4 separate regions of the Mus musculus genome follow, and regions 1, 2 and 4 are each linked to region 3. A link is a contact called in public promoter capture Hi-C and targeted proximity ligation data. All regions are on one chromosome and are shown on one strand. The core of a region is the stretch at or near the end of the contact, and the rest is flanking DNA. Distances in the headings are between cores, read along the strand shown.

Region 1 (2,842 bases), core at 24-2,523, 1.6 Mb before region 3:
CCCCACCCCCCAATTTCCTAACCTTCCCTCCCATCTCCAAAAATGAGTTAAAGAAACACAATGACCAATTTGGTTCTCAATCTATTCTGGGTACTGTCATGCTTAAGGGAAACAGGTATTCCACCCTAAGGAAATATTTGCATTTTTCATGACTAATTATCTTCCACAAAGGTAGCTCTTTGTTTTCTCCTTTGGACCAGAGAGGCTGGGGAAGGAGGACGGGAAGGGAGAGCAATGTATTCCCAGATTGTCCCTCAAACACCTCCTTTGGTGACTAATCTCCATGTAGATGACATGGCTTGTTACCCACCCCCAAGCAAGTCCCGCTTTTCTCAAACGGGGTGCTACTAGCAATTCCATTCAAATGCCGGGTTTTAGACTTGACACCTGTGGCTCCTGAAACAGAAGGCCTAGAGGATTGAGGACGGGTGGAGGCTTCTACTTACTGGGTTATTTCCCCTCTCTGGAGGTCGCCAGCCGCGCCAGCCTTCACCTCCGTTATCACTACGGGGGACTAGCCTGGGGCCTAGAGGCCTGGTCGCCCCTCGGCCTAAGAAACAGACCGGAACCGGGAGACAACAGCCGGGCACAAACCACTGTACTGGGAATCCGGCCTCTACTCTGGGCCCGAGGGGGCGCAGGGAACCGGAAGACCTGAACCGCTCCTTCGGTGTGGATGGAAGTCTCTAGACCCTGAGCGGGGGAGGGGCGGCGGAGGAAGGGGGGCTCCGAGAGGCCTGGGATTCCAAACCCGGTGGGGGAGGAGCGAGGGCGCCGTAGCCGCGGACCGGACAGGGAAGGGCCCTCTGGGGCTGCAGATGCCGGCCCAGGGAAGCGCCTGGGGACCGGGAACCGGGGACCGGGACCTGGAGATCTAGTCCCGGACCACCAAGCGGAAGTGAGGTGTCCCCCCCCTCACCTCGGAGCATCGGCTCGGGCCGCGGGATCACGGCCACCACCACGGCCTCGTCGTCATCATCCCCTTCCTCACACTTGAGCGTCACCTCGAAGCAATCCAGAGCCGCGGCGCCCTTGGCTTTCAGGGCCATGGCGAGGCGAAGAAGGGCGACCGGATAGCCGAGGACGTTCGCACAGACCTCGGCGCACCGCCTGTGGCGGCCGCCTCCTGCCCCGGACCACCCCGGGCCCGCGGCTCGCCTAGCTCACCCGCCGCTCGCCCGGCCGCCCCGCCAGCCACGGGCTTCAACGCGTCACGACCCCGGGCGGGGAGGGTTCGATCCGGGGCCCCCAACCCCGCCGCTCCCTTTTATGGAGGCTCATTGTCAGCGTCCGTCCGGCAGTCCCGCCTCCAGACCAGGCTGGCCAATCACGTGAGGACACGCCCCCTAGCCCCGCCCCAGCCACAGGTCTGGGCCAGAACCCTGTGCAGCGCGTTTGTCTCTGGCCGGTTTGCTCGGCGGCGAAGCCTGGAGTTTTCCTGGGAGCGGCGCCGGCAGCCTTGGAGACCCGGTAGGGCATCCCCACCAATGGCTGGAGGAAAGGGCTGCTCGGCATCTTACTTCTTGGCTTTCCCCTGACTAGCTGCCTGCCTGGGAGGCAACACAGACGAGAAAAGACCGGTGGGGATGTGTGAAGGATACATAGGCTCAGAAGTGTGGAGACATCTCTTCTAATTTCTTTGGGCCTCGTTCCTTTCTACTAGCACATACGCTTTAGGGAAAGAAAAATCACTTTGGATCCTCCTAAACAAAGATTCTAGAAGATGAAGAGGACAAGAGTGGCGTGTGGGCGTGTGTAAACCGCTTCCGATGGATATAATTTACGTTAAAAACAAAACAAAACAAAAAACGTGAGTCCAGAGAGTGTGGCCTTTTCCCAGGACACAGCAAATCCCCTGAGAGCCTCCAAGACCGGGATCCGGTTGCTATGGCGCTGCTGCCTGGCATTCGTGCCTGAGTGAAGACTGTCACAATGGGCACTTACACTTCTGCATAACATCCCCTCCCCACACACATACACACACCAGACACGCTAGATTTCAGCTGAGAAACGGCAAAAATGTCTGGCACTCAAAATTCTGATTTTAAGTGCTACCAACAGTAATTATCAGCCCAGAAACAGTAATTGTGGATGATGTAGGAGGCTAGGGGACAGAAGAGAAACAGTTCACTTACCGTATATTGTGTGTGTGTGTGTGTGTGTGTGTGTGTGTGTGTGTGTGTGTGTTTGTGTGTGCGCGCGCGCCCTGGGCATACCCACCCCCCCCCCATCCACTGCATAACCAGCTTTTATTTTGTTGAGATAAGGACTCACTTTCATGTCAGTCTGACCTGGAATCTGTGTAACCCTGCTTGCCCCAAACCTTTTCCTCCTCCCTCCATTCCCCTGGCACAAGGATTAAAGGTCTGAGCTGACACCACATACAGCAGCCACAATAGAAAGAACTGAGGAAATTTCTATTACTTTGAAATGTACCCAGTACTAAAAAGATACTCCAAATCAAGCAATTTCCTAGGCCTGGATAGTTCTTACCTAAAGGCTGTTCTTTGCTTTTTGCCCAATGCCTCTGGGTAGGTAGTCTGTTCTGTTTTTGCAGTGGGCTGGCTACAGGACTCAAGCTTCCGGGAGATTGTGACTAAGGCCTGAAAGGCAAGAAAAAGAAAAGCCTGTTATTTCCCTCCCTCTGTCCCTCCTGAGTTCTAACTCCTCCTGAGCAGGTGAGGCTGTGTCTCCAGTGTCTTTGTGAGTCCTTGGTTTGTGTCACTTCCCTGTTGGGCTTCCAGCCCTTCTGTCACCCTGTCACTTGGGTCACCCTGTGGTTCCTATTTCTTGTTTGATTCCAAAGCGATGGGTAGCCCTAGTATTGCACCAGATTCTTATT
Region 2 (3,163 bases), core at 72-2,571, 2.0 Mb before region 3:
AGGCCATCGTCAGGGCAGCAGCCACCACAGCGCTGCACAGTCACACAGCTGGGCACTAGTTGTTTGACCACATTGCCCATGAGTTCCATGCTCAGAGGCACCACCACCTCCCTGGGCTGGCATGTGGCACGTGCATAAACGTCTATCCATGGCACCACTGTGGGCAGACCCAGATGGATTAAGTTCTTATCAGGTCTCCTGAAGCTCCTCTGAGCATGTAGCCTCTCTGATACCCTATCACCACCACCCCAACCATCTTTTAAACCTGTCTTTCTCTGCCTTGTTTCTCAAGAAATGATTAAGCCCTCTGCCTCAGTTTCTTCCTCTATGGAATGGTATCGCCCAAAGGAGTTGGGATCACGCAAGATAAGGGATATGAAATCAGAGCAAGTGCTAACCCCTCTTAGTACTGGCTGGTGGCAAGTTATTGTTAACTATTATTACCTTTCTTCTGGTGGCTGGGGCCATCAAACTGGGACACAGGGGCCTGTGGGAAAGAAGATACCTGGGCCCAAGATGCACTCTAAAAGGGCTGGCCCTGTGGCTATGTAAGGGCTCCGTCCTTGAGTCAGGCTTCTGCGCCTTTCTGACACCTTTCCAGATTTATTCTGTTCCCAAGACCTTGGTTCTAATTTTTCTTGTATACTCAGACATCTGGTACTTTCCCTGGCCCAAGACCCACCAGGCATACTCTGGGAATGGTACTAAAGCCCAAGCCTTAGCGCTGGGCTTGTTTTAGGTCAGGAGCCAGGATAGTGGGAGACAAACGAGGTTCGGAGGGCACGGAGGCAGCTCCGCCCTACAACCGCCCAGGGGATGGGGTGAGGTGGGGGAGTGGCCCCAGGGGCATGGGCTAGGACTAGCGGGCCTTCGCCAAGGGGCACCTCTTAAGGGATATTCCCGGTTTGAACTGAGGATCCCCTCGACAGAGGTAGCAGGCGCCTCCCCACTTCCGCCAACCTTGAGAGGGCACCGCGGGCGGGCGGGCGAGCTAGCGAGCGGGATGTCGCGGACGCACGTACCTGGGTGCGAGCCAGCTGCAGCAGTGCAACAAGCAGCAGGCGACGGAGCAGGGGGCTCATGGTGCCCGCGGGGGGCGAGCGCCGGGAGCGCCCGCATGGCCCTAGCCCGGCGGCGTGGGGGGCGGCGGCAGCCAGAGCCCCATGGCGCGGGCCCGGGGACCCGGGGCGGGGCGCAGGGGGCGGCTCCTCCGCGGCCCCCTCCCGAGCCCTGGGCGCAGGCAGCGCAACGCAGCGCCGCAGCGACGGCCTGAGGAACAAGACAGGCAGGCGGCCTGTAGTGGCGGCGGTGGTGGCCGGGACGGCGGGCAACGGGGACGGCGGGGGGTGGCAGGGGGCCTGGCCGGGGCTGGCGGGCAAGAGGCTCATGTGACCTAAACACGCGCTCCCCACCGGGCCGCGGGCGGAGGCGGGGCGGGGGCGGAGCCGGTCCCCTCCAAACGCCCCCTCCCGCCGCTGCAGGGGAAAGGGGACACACCGCCCTGGAGGCCGAGCTCCGGGGGTCGCTGCCTCACGAGGGGAGGGGTGAGGAGATGCGTGACCTGAAGGACCGAATCGGACAGGCGTCTGAAAATGAGTTTATTGCACGTGTAGTTCTGGACAGGCAGCAGGGAGAGGACCAATGAAGGTCCCATTTAGTTAAGCCTCTCAGGGGCTTGTGTCCTGGGGCATGATCCTGGAGCTTTCTGGAGGCAGGGAGGGTTCTGCCCGAGGCTGCTGCCTCTGCTGGCGCTCCTGCTGAATCCTGGCTCTGTTGGCCCTGGAAAGAAAAACAGGATCAGGACAGACATCCTGGAGGGTGGTGCTGAAGCAGGAAGCAAAGTCAGAGCAGTGACAGACCTGGCCCTGGCCCGAGTGTCATTGTAGATGGCTGTAATGATCCGGTCCTTTTCATCCATGAAGCTGCGATGCACCTGCTCCAGCTTCCTGTGAAGGAATTGCAGTTAACTCCGAGTCTCCGAACTCTGGTGTCCCTCAAACCCTGGTCCTTGACCAGGTTCTAGCATCTCTCACACAACTTTACATCTCTCTCTATAACAGACACCAAGTGGCCCAAGTCCCAGAACTAGGTGGCACCCTAAGTCACTGGCTGTCCTGTGAAGAAGGTTGGTGAAACAGCTCTGAAATCAGGTTGCCTCTCCCAGAAGACTAGAAAGGGGGCATATTTAGGTAATCTCCATTGCTAGATACTACGGACAATGGGCTCCATCCTTTGGGTTTCTATGCCACAGAAAACTGGTATGACAGCATGCATTCGAGTGTATGGTGAGGTCCTGGCAGCTACCATGGACTGTCACTGTTATACGGCACTTGTCCTTCCTCGCTCTTTCTTTCTTTTCTTTTATTTTTTTTTATGGTTTTTTGAGACAGGTTTTCTCTGTATAGCCTTGGCTGTCCTGGAACTCACTTTGTAGACCAGGCTGGCCTCGAACTCAGAAATCCACCTGCCTTTGCCCCCCAAGTGCTGGGATTAAAGGCGTGCACCACCACTGCCTGGCCCTCTTTCTTTCTATATTGAGACACAGTTTAATGTAGCCTAGGCTAGCCTCAAACTCCATATGTAACCAAAGATGACCCTGAACTTAAAAAATTTGCAAAAAAAAAAAAAAAAAAAATTGCTTGGTGGTGATGGTGCACTGACTTCGAGGCCAGCCTGGTCTACACAGGGAGTTCCAGGTCAGCCAGTTCTACACAAAGAAACCCTGTCTCAGAGAAACAAAACAAAACAAATCAAAACAAAACAAAAAGGAAAAACCGCCCTCATTTACGCAGTGCTAGGAGAGAACCCCTGGGTTTTGACCGTGTGTGGTTTTTTGAGTATGGTTTCAGGTGGCTCCAGCTCACCAACAAGCAGCATCAAAGATTAACATTCAAGCTATGAGAAACAGAAAACGACTCTAGCCCTGTGTGCAGATCTGCCTTTACTCAGAAAGGCAGGGCTCCAATTCTTGATTTCACAAAGTTCTTAGCTTGAGAGAGACAAAGTATGCAGGTCATAGGCTGCAGTGGCTGGCTGGCCTCAGCACGCTTGACCCACCCTCTACCCAGTATCCCAGGAAGCATGGGGAGGCACCTGAAGGCAACATAGTGCAGGCCCATGCCTGCCACCATGAGCAGGAGGCAGTACCCCAGGACCCGCTGGT
Region 3 (2,974 bases), core at 146-2,645:
CTGAGACATGCAGCCGGACTGGGAGGAAGTCTGTGCCAGCTAGCCTTCTTGTGGGACTCGAGCTTCTCCCATTGGGGCTGAAGTGCAAGCATTATCTTGGTCTAGATTTGTTCCGAGCTCTAAGGGCTCTCCGTCTCCACAGAAGGGTGTGAGGATGTCTGCCTGTTACCTACTTGTCCTTTGGATGCCAGGGAATTGGTCCCAGGGCCCAGAGAATGCTAGGCAAGTGCTCTACTATTGAGCTACCTACATCCTCAGCCTTAACTTTCATTTAGGCATTCTAGGAAATGTTAGCTAACAGGCAAAGATGTACTCCAACAAATGCTGCTTGTGTTGGCACATCCCTACCTTTAATCTCAGCAACGGGGAAGCAAGACTGCAATTCAAGCTCAGTGGTGTATGTATACAGACTGCTGCCTCAGGATTAACAATCAACCTTAGCAACTGCCCCTGCTTTTAAGCGTACTGCAGTATTCTCTTTTTTGGTTTGGTCTGCTCTTTTGGGTTGGCATAAGGATTAGATGCCTGAGGAGGGCCCAATAAGGAGGGACACAGGGCCTTATAGGTGACTCAGTCAAGGTCGCAGACTGGTTGGTGTTCTGCCTAAGGTCTACTGTGCGGCTGATAATCACAGCACAAGCTGCTGAGCTCTCACCTGGTAGCCCTTCCATTTCATCACGGGCCCTATGATCGACCAGCTTTCATACTCTCCTCTGCTTCTGAAACCACACGACTAATTCTGGTTGGGGATCTGCTACACTTCCCGTTCCACATTCTTGAATGAATGTCCTTATCTCTTACCACTGTAGTCAGTTCTTCATTGTACTGCCTTGAAACGGGCCTCGTTAATATACTTCATTCAGACTACATCTGTGGAAGAAACTGGCAGACTAAGCTATCAGCCATCTGGCATTGCGCTCATTGAATCCAGCTGATGGGGGTGGGAGAGACAGGGATGGACAGCTCTGAGAACACTTGTAGAAGGATCAGGCTGCAGAGAAAGGAACTGACCTGAGGATGCGGGAGTCCCTGAGCTCCACAAGGCAAGCGATTGGAAACACCCACCCTCTGCGTCTATTCGCAGGGTAAAATAAGAGATTGAGGGGGCAGTTGTGTGGTGAAATAAAGGCATAGATCGCCCGCCACCACTTGGCAAAGAAGGACTTCTGCTGTCAAGAAGCAAGCACGCCTTTGTGGCTGCTTAATGAATATTCACGATTCTTCGGGCCAATCAACGCTGGAGTAGAACGAAGCTCTCCAACTAGTTAACTGTAGGCCAATAAGCATCGTCGAAGGGCGGCCTTTCCCGAAAGTGTTTTAGAGCTGGAACTCTCAATCCTACGAACGAGGTTTCTGGAGGAATATGGCAGCAAAGGACACGACGTCACTTCCTACTACATTGACGGAAGTGGCTTCCCCGCACGCACGTTACAATTTTTAGTTGTGTGTTCCGGTGTGTTTCCGGCGAAATAGGCTGTAGGCGTTCCGTACCGGAGAGTGGCTATGGCGGCGGTGGATTCGGACGTTGTATCGCTGCCGCGTGGCCGCTTTCGCTGCTGCCTCTGCGATGTTACTACAGCCAACCGTAAGCGGTGGCTAGTGAGGGAGGAGGGTGGGTGCTAGTGAAAGTTAGGGTTATCTAGGTTATGTGTTTTTGGTGTTTTTGTTTTTGAAAATAGGGTCATCCACCTATTTTCACTCATCATATCCTAGGGCACTGGAGAGTGGGGAAAAATCTGACCTGTGGTTCCTGCTATGGAAAATCTCCATAGTGAAAGTTTCATTATTCCCTTTAAAATCATCACCCGCTGTCCATCCCTTCTGTTTCTGGTACTTCTGCTGGTCTCTGGAGTAGGGAAGGCGATTTAGGAACTCATTGTTTGGCCTGAGGTAGTTTCAGTACACCACGGGTATGTTCACAGAGAAGGCAGTAATTCAGTCGGAGACTCCCCAATGGAGGCTTTCTCTAGAGGCGAGGATGAGTGAAATAGCGTGATCTGAATGAGGGCCGAAGGTGCCAGTGAGGAAAAGGTGTAGGGAAGGTGGACTAGATCATTCTGTGACATTGTGAACGACTCAATGACACATCAGATCCTACTTTTTATGTCCGCAATTGTGATCTCCCCTAAACAGGGCCTTCTAGTATTTTCTTTGTGAATGACACCCCCCCCCCCCCCCCAGCACTCTGCTCATTAGGGCAAGCCAGCAACTTAGGAGCCTTCTTTGTTCACATAACATGCTTCCATGGCACCAAGCAGCTGACTGATAATTAAATAATAGCTAATTTTCTACACTTACACATCCAAGCCCACATCCCAGAAGGCTGGAGCTGTACATGAATGATGCCTATATGTTAGACACTATCATTTCCATCATATGTCTGAGAAAATGTTATGTCTGCATTACCCACCTTTTTGTTTTTGTTTTTGTTTTTTTGTTTTTGGTTTTTTGAGACAGGGTTTCTCTGTATAGCCCTGGCTGTCCTGGAACTTATTCTACAGACCAGGCTGGCCTTGAACTCAGAAATCCATCTGCCTCTGCCTCCCAAGTGCTGGGATTAAAGGCGTGCGCCACCACTGCCTGGCTATGGAATACCTACTTTTTATTCCTGAGAATTATTCAGGGCTCTAATTTATTTAGTTCTTGTACATATGGCCTTGGACAAGTTACTTAATTCTTCTCCAGTGTGCAGATGTTTCTTTGCTTACTGCTTCTTGTTGGTTTGGTTTAAGACCTACCTACACTGTAGCCCTTTCTCACTTAGACCCCTTAGAGAATGCACTGTGTAGAAAAGGGAAGAATATCAAGTGTGGAAGGAGGTACAACTCTGTCCCAGTGTCACCCTTTGTCGTTGAAGGAACAGAAGATGTCCATATGTACAGAGCAGAGCAAGAGAACAGGTACACTAACAGACCCTTTTTATGCTTACGTCTGACATTTGTCTCTCCAGGACCCAGCCTCGATGCCCACTTGA
Region 4 (3,026 bases), core at 362-2,861, 2.0 Mb after region 3:
AACCTATGCTCCCATCCCGTGTCTCAGTTAGCCTCCTTGAGCCTTGGCTTCCTCAGATGTACAACACCAATCCTAGTAACACCTGCTCCAAAGGGTAGATGATTACATGTGCTGCTGGCTATGAAAGCCTCTCTCTTTGGCCATCCTTACCGTGATACATAACCAGTGTCCCATGATACATTTTTTATCAAAGACAACAGCTAGCAGACAACAGTGGAAAGGACCTCACTATGTTCATATAATGGCCGCCTTTCTTGCTCTGCCTGCCACACGAGATGTGGCGGACAAGGTAAAGGTGGCACGTCTATAAACCCAGCACTAGGGAAGCAGAAGCAGGTGTATCTCTGAATTTCAGGACAGCCAGTGCTATACAGTGAGACCCTGCCTCATAATAAAAAAAGGATGGGAAGAAAGCTCAAAAGAACACCGTCTAGGGCAGACATTAAAGAAATGATCTTTGAGGATCTATCTCCCTCCCCGACCTTAGGGCATTTTGACATTATGATCGTGTTTGTTAATTTCATTCGGGTGAACTCTTTACAACCCTTGGATTGCATTCAGGCGAAGGCAAGGTCCAAATGTACTAAGAACCCAACACATCACCCATGCTACCCCCACTTTACCTCTTCTTGGAGCGGTCTTTCCACACACGCCCGGATTTGGGCTTCCCTTTCGGAATTACAGGAAGCTCCTCCTTCTCTTTCAATTTCTTGGACGCTGGGGCCTGGGGAGAGGCTATAACTCGCTTCTTTAGGTTGAGACTTTCTGTTACTGTCTCTCCCGCCGGAGGCAGCTTGCCTGGCTCCAACTGGCGCTCTGGGGAGCTAGGTGCCTGGACCGTCAGCTCCTGTGCTGGCTGAGAGGGCTCGGGACCCGGTGCTTGCTGGCCCGGGCAAGGCTCGGGGGATCCTGGGATCACCTCCTCTTTAGCGTGGGCCGCCTCAGAGTCCAGTTCTCCCTGTGGGGGAGGTAATTTGGATGGCTGCTCTCGTTGCGGGGATTCCGGGCTCGACTCTGTCTGTCCTGCAGGTGACTCCAGGCCCAGATCTTGATGAGGTTGAAGGGACCCGGGGTGAGGCTCTGGCTGCCTTTGTGGGGACCCATCGTCTGCATCCTGTCTAGGACCGGGTGATCCGGGGCTCGCCTCTGGCTGAGGTCCGGGAGACGGAAGGCTCAGTGGTGGACAGGGCGATCCGGGGCTCGTCTCTGGCTGAGGTCCGGGAGACGGAAGGCTCAGTGGTGGACAGGGCGATCCGGGGCTCGTCTCCGGCTGAGGTCCGGGAGACGGAAGGCTCAGTGGTGGACAGGGCGATCCGGGGCTCGTCTCCGGCTGAGGTCCGGGAGACGGAAGGCTCAGTGGTGGACAGGGCGATCCGGGGCTCGTCTCCGGCTGAGGTCCGGGAGACGGAAGGCTCAGTGGTGGAACTCTCGTAGACTTGAGCTCTCCTGTTTCTTCTGAGTTCGACTTGAAATCTACAAGAGCCCGTTTCGCCCGAGAGACTTCGGGGACAGGAAGGTTTTCTGGAGACAGAGGTTTTAGGCCTTCCAGCCGCCGGCTGCGCCTCAGCGGCGTATCCATGGCTCACGTGTAGCCTCTGTAGCCTTCGGAACTGTCGGCGCCTTCATATGACGTCAGACTCGTCCATTTCCGTACCGGGCAGGAAGCGCACTTGCGGTAGAGAGACCCGTGGGTAGGCGGAGCCGGGGATGAAGTCGGTCCCGGGAGGCTGGGCTTAGTAGACGCATGCGTGTTGTGCATGAGCTCAGTTACAGAGTTTAGTTGCTTGGTTTCTGCGATGCGTTTTTTGCAAACTGCGAGTTCTTGCAAGGGGATGGGGTGGGGGTATATTATACATACACACACACACACACACACACACACACACACACACACACACACACACATATAAAAATAATTTTTTTTTTCTTGAGAGAAGAGGTTGGAAAAAGGCGGAGGGAGTTTGTAGGCAGAGCCGAATCAGCGCGCTAACTTGTTCTGGAACTGCTGGGCCCGCAAACATCGCCTTTTCTTTTATCTTTTGTAGCACAGTAGCTTTGCGCTGTGTAACAAAGGGGAAGGTCCTGGTGGTCTTCCTGAGTGGGAAATCTTCAGTTTTTGAGTTGTCTCAAACGTTCCCATTCTTTTCACTTCCTCTTCTCTACTAGTGGGCCCAAGTATGCAATAGGTGGTTCTCATCTTTGAACAGTTTCAGTTAATCAGCAAAGTGTCAGGTCTGTGGCCCAGAAAACCTTGACTGCTTGTTGTCAATGTTGGGGGTTCACAACCTGTGCCCGAAGTCAGGTCTAGCTACCTTATCCTCAATAAGCCAATTGAAAGAGACACATTAAAAACTGGAAATCTTTAGAAAAAGGAGATTTATTCAATGTAGTCATACTAGAAAGAGGGGCAAAGAGATTCTGTGAATCACCCAAATTTGACCTCAGGGTTCTAAATTTAGATAAAAAATTTAGATAGAGGGCCAAGGATAAATACATCTGAGTAGTCCTTACCAAGGTATGACTCTGCCCACCATTGGCCCATTATTATCTGGGTTTTAGTCTCATCCTGTAAGGTGGTCTGACAAGCTTTTAGAACTCTGAAATCTTTTTCCAGGAGACAAGTTTCCCCTCTGGCTGGTACCTTTTTCTTCTCCCAGCATGAGAATTCTGGGGAAATTTTCATTTCTTTGGAGTCCTCTGTCTGATTGATTGGCTGATAGGCTAAGAGATGCAGTGTCGAAAGCCTTTAATCCCAGCACTTGGGAGGCAGAGGCAGGCAGATTTCTGAGATCGAGGCCAGCCTGGTCTACAGAGTGAGTTCCAGGACAGCCAGGGCTACACAGAGAAACCCTGTCTCGAAAAACAAAACAAAACAAAACAAAACAAAACAAAACAAAACAATTAAAACCTTCATCTCTGCCGGGATGGTTACTTGCTGATCCAGGAGGAGGCAGGGAAGATGAAGACCCAGAGAAACGTTCCTGTGAGCAAGGTAGAAAGCACAATTCTTGGACACACTCCCTAGG

The links. Promoter capture Hi-C pulls out the DNA fragments that hold promoters and counts their contacts.
Region 1: a contact with region 3 is called in a targeted proximity ligation map of pancreatic cancer cells. A contact is called at or near these places in 6 of 39 promoter capture datasets (hematopoietic stem and progenitor cells, hippocampal neurons, liver and 3 more) and 1 of 130 datasets of targeted methods (pancreatic cancer cells).
Region 2: a promoter capture Hi-C map of embryonic stem cells shows a contact between it and region 3, with 4 times the contacts expected there. A contact is called at or near these places in 4 of 39 promoter capture datasets (cranial neural crest, embryonic stem cells, erythroid cells and 1 more), 1 of 484 Hi-C or Micro-C datasets (B cells) and 1 of 130 datasets of targeted methods (pancreatic cancer cells).
Region 4: a contact with region 3 is called in a promoter capture Hi-C map of hippocampal neurons, with 4 times the contacts expected there. A contact is called at or near these places in 4 of 39 promoter capture datasets (cranial neural crest, frontonasal cranial neural crest, hippocampal neurons and 1 more).

What each region holds. Positions count from the first base shown.
Region 1 is chr19:7,381,753-7,384,594 of GRCm38.p6, forward strand. Spindoc (spindlin interactor and repressor of chromatin binding) reads right to left here and starts at 1,274. Exons shown (of 6, transcript NM_001033139.3): 1 at 920-1,274. The coding sequence starts at 1,049. It overlaps 1700105P06Rik (RIKEN cDNA 1700105P06 gene), which reads left to right and starts at 1,251. Exons shown (of 1, transcript NR_045703.1): 1 at 1,251-1,809.
Region 2 is chr19:6,986,330-6,989,492 of GRCm38.p6, forward strand. Vegfb (vascular endothelial growth factor B) reads right to left here and starts at 1,322. Exons shown (of 7, transcript NM_001185164.1): 1 at 1,023-1,322; 2 at 445-487; 3 at 1-157. The coding sequence starts at 1,082. It overlaps Dnajc4 (DnaJ heat shock protein family (Hsp40) member C4), which reads right to left. Exons shown (of 7, transcript NM_001357001.1): 5 at 3,094-3,163; 6 at 1,860-1,946; 7 at 1,582-1,779. The coding sequence ends at 1,668.
Region 3 is chr19:8,952,437-8,955,410 of GRCm38.p6, forward strand. Tut1 (terminal uridylyl transferase 1, U6 snRNA-specific) reads left to right here and starts at 1,396. Exons shown (of 9, transcript NM_197993.3): 1 at 1,396-1,585; 2 at 2,951-2,974. The coding sequence starts at 1,504.
Region 4 is chr19:10,947,655-10,950,680 of GRCm38.p6, forward strand. It overlaps Ccdc86 (coiled-coil domain containing 86), which reads right to left and starts at 1,612. Exons shown (of 4, transcript NM_023731.3): 1 at 624-1,612. The coding sequence starts at 1,579.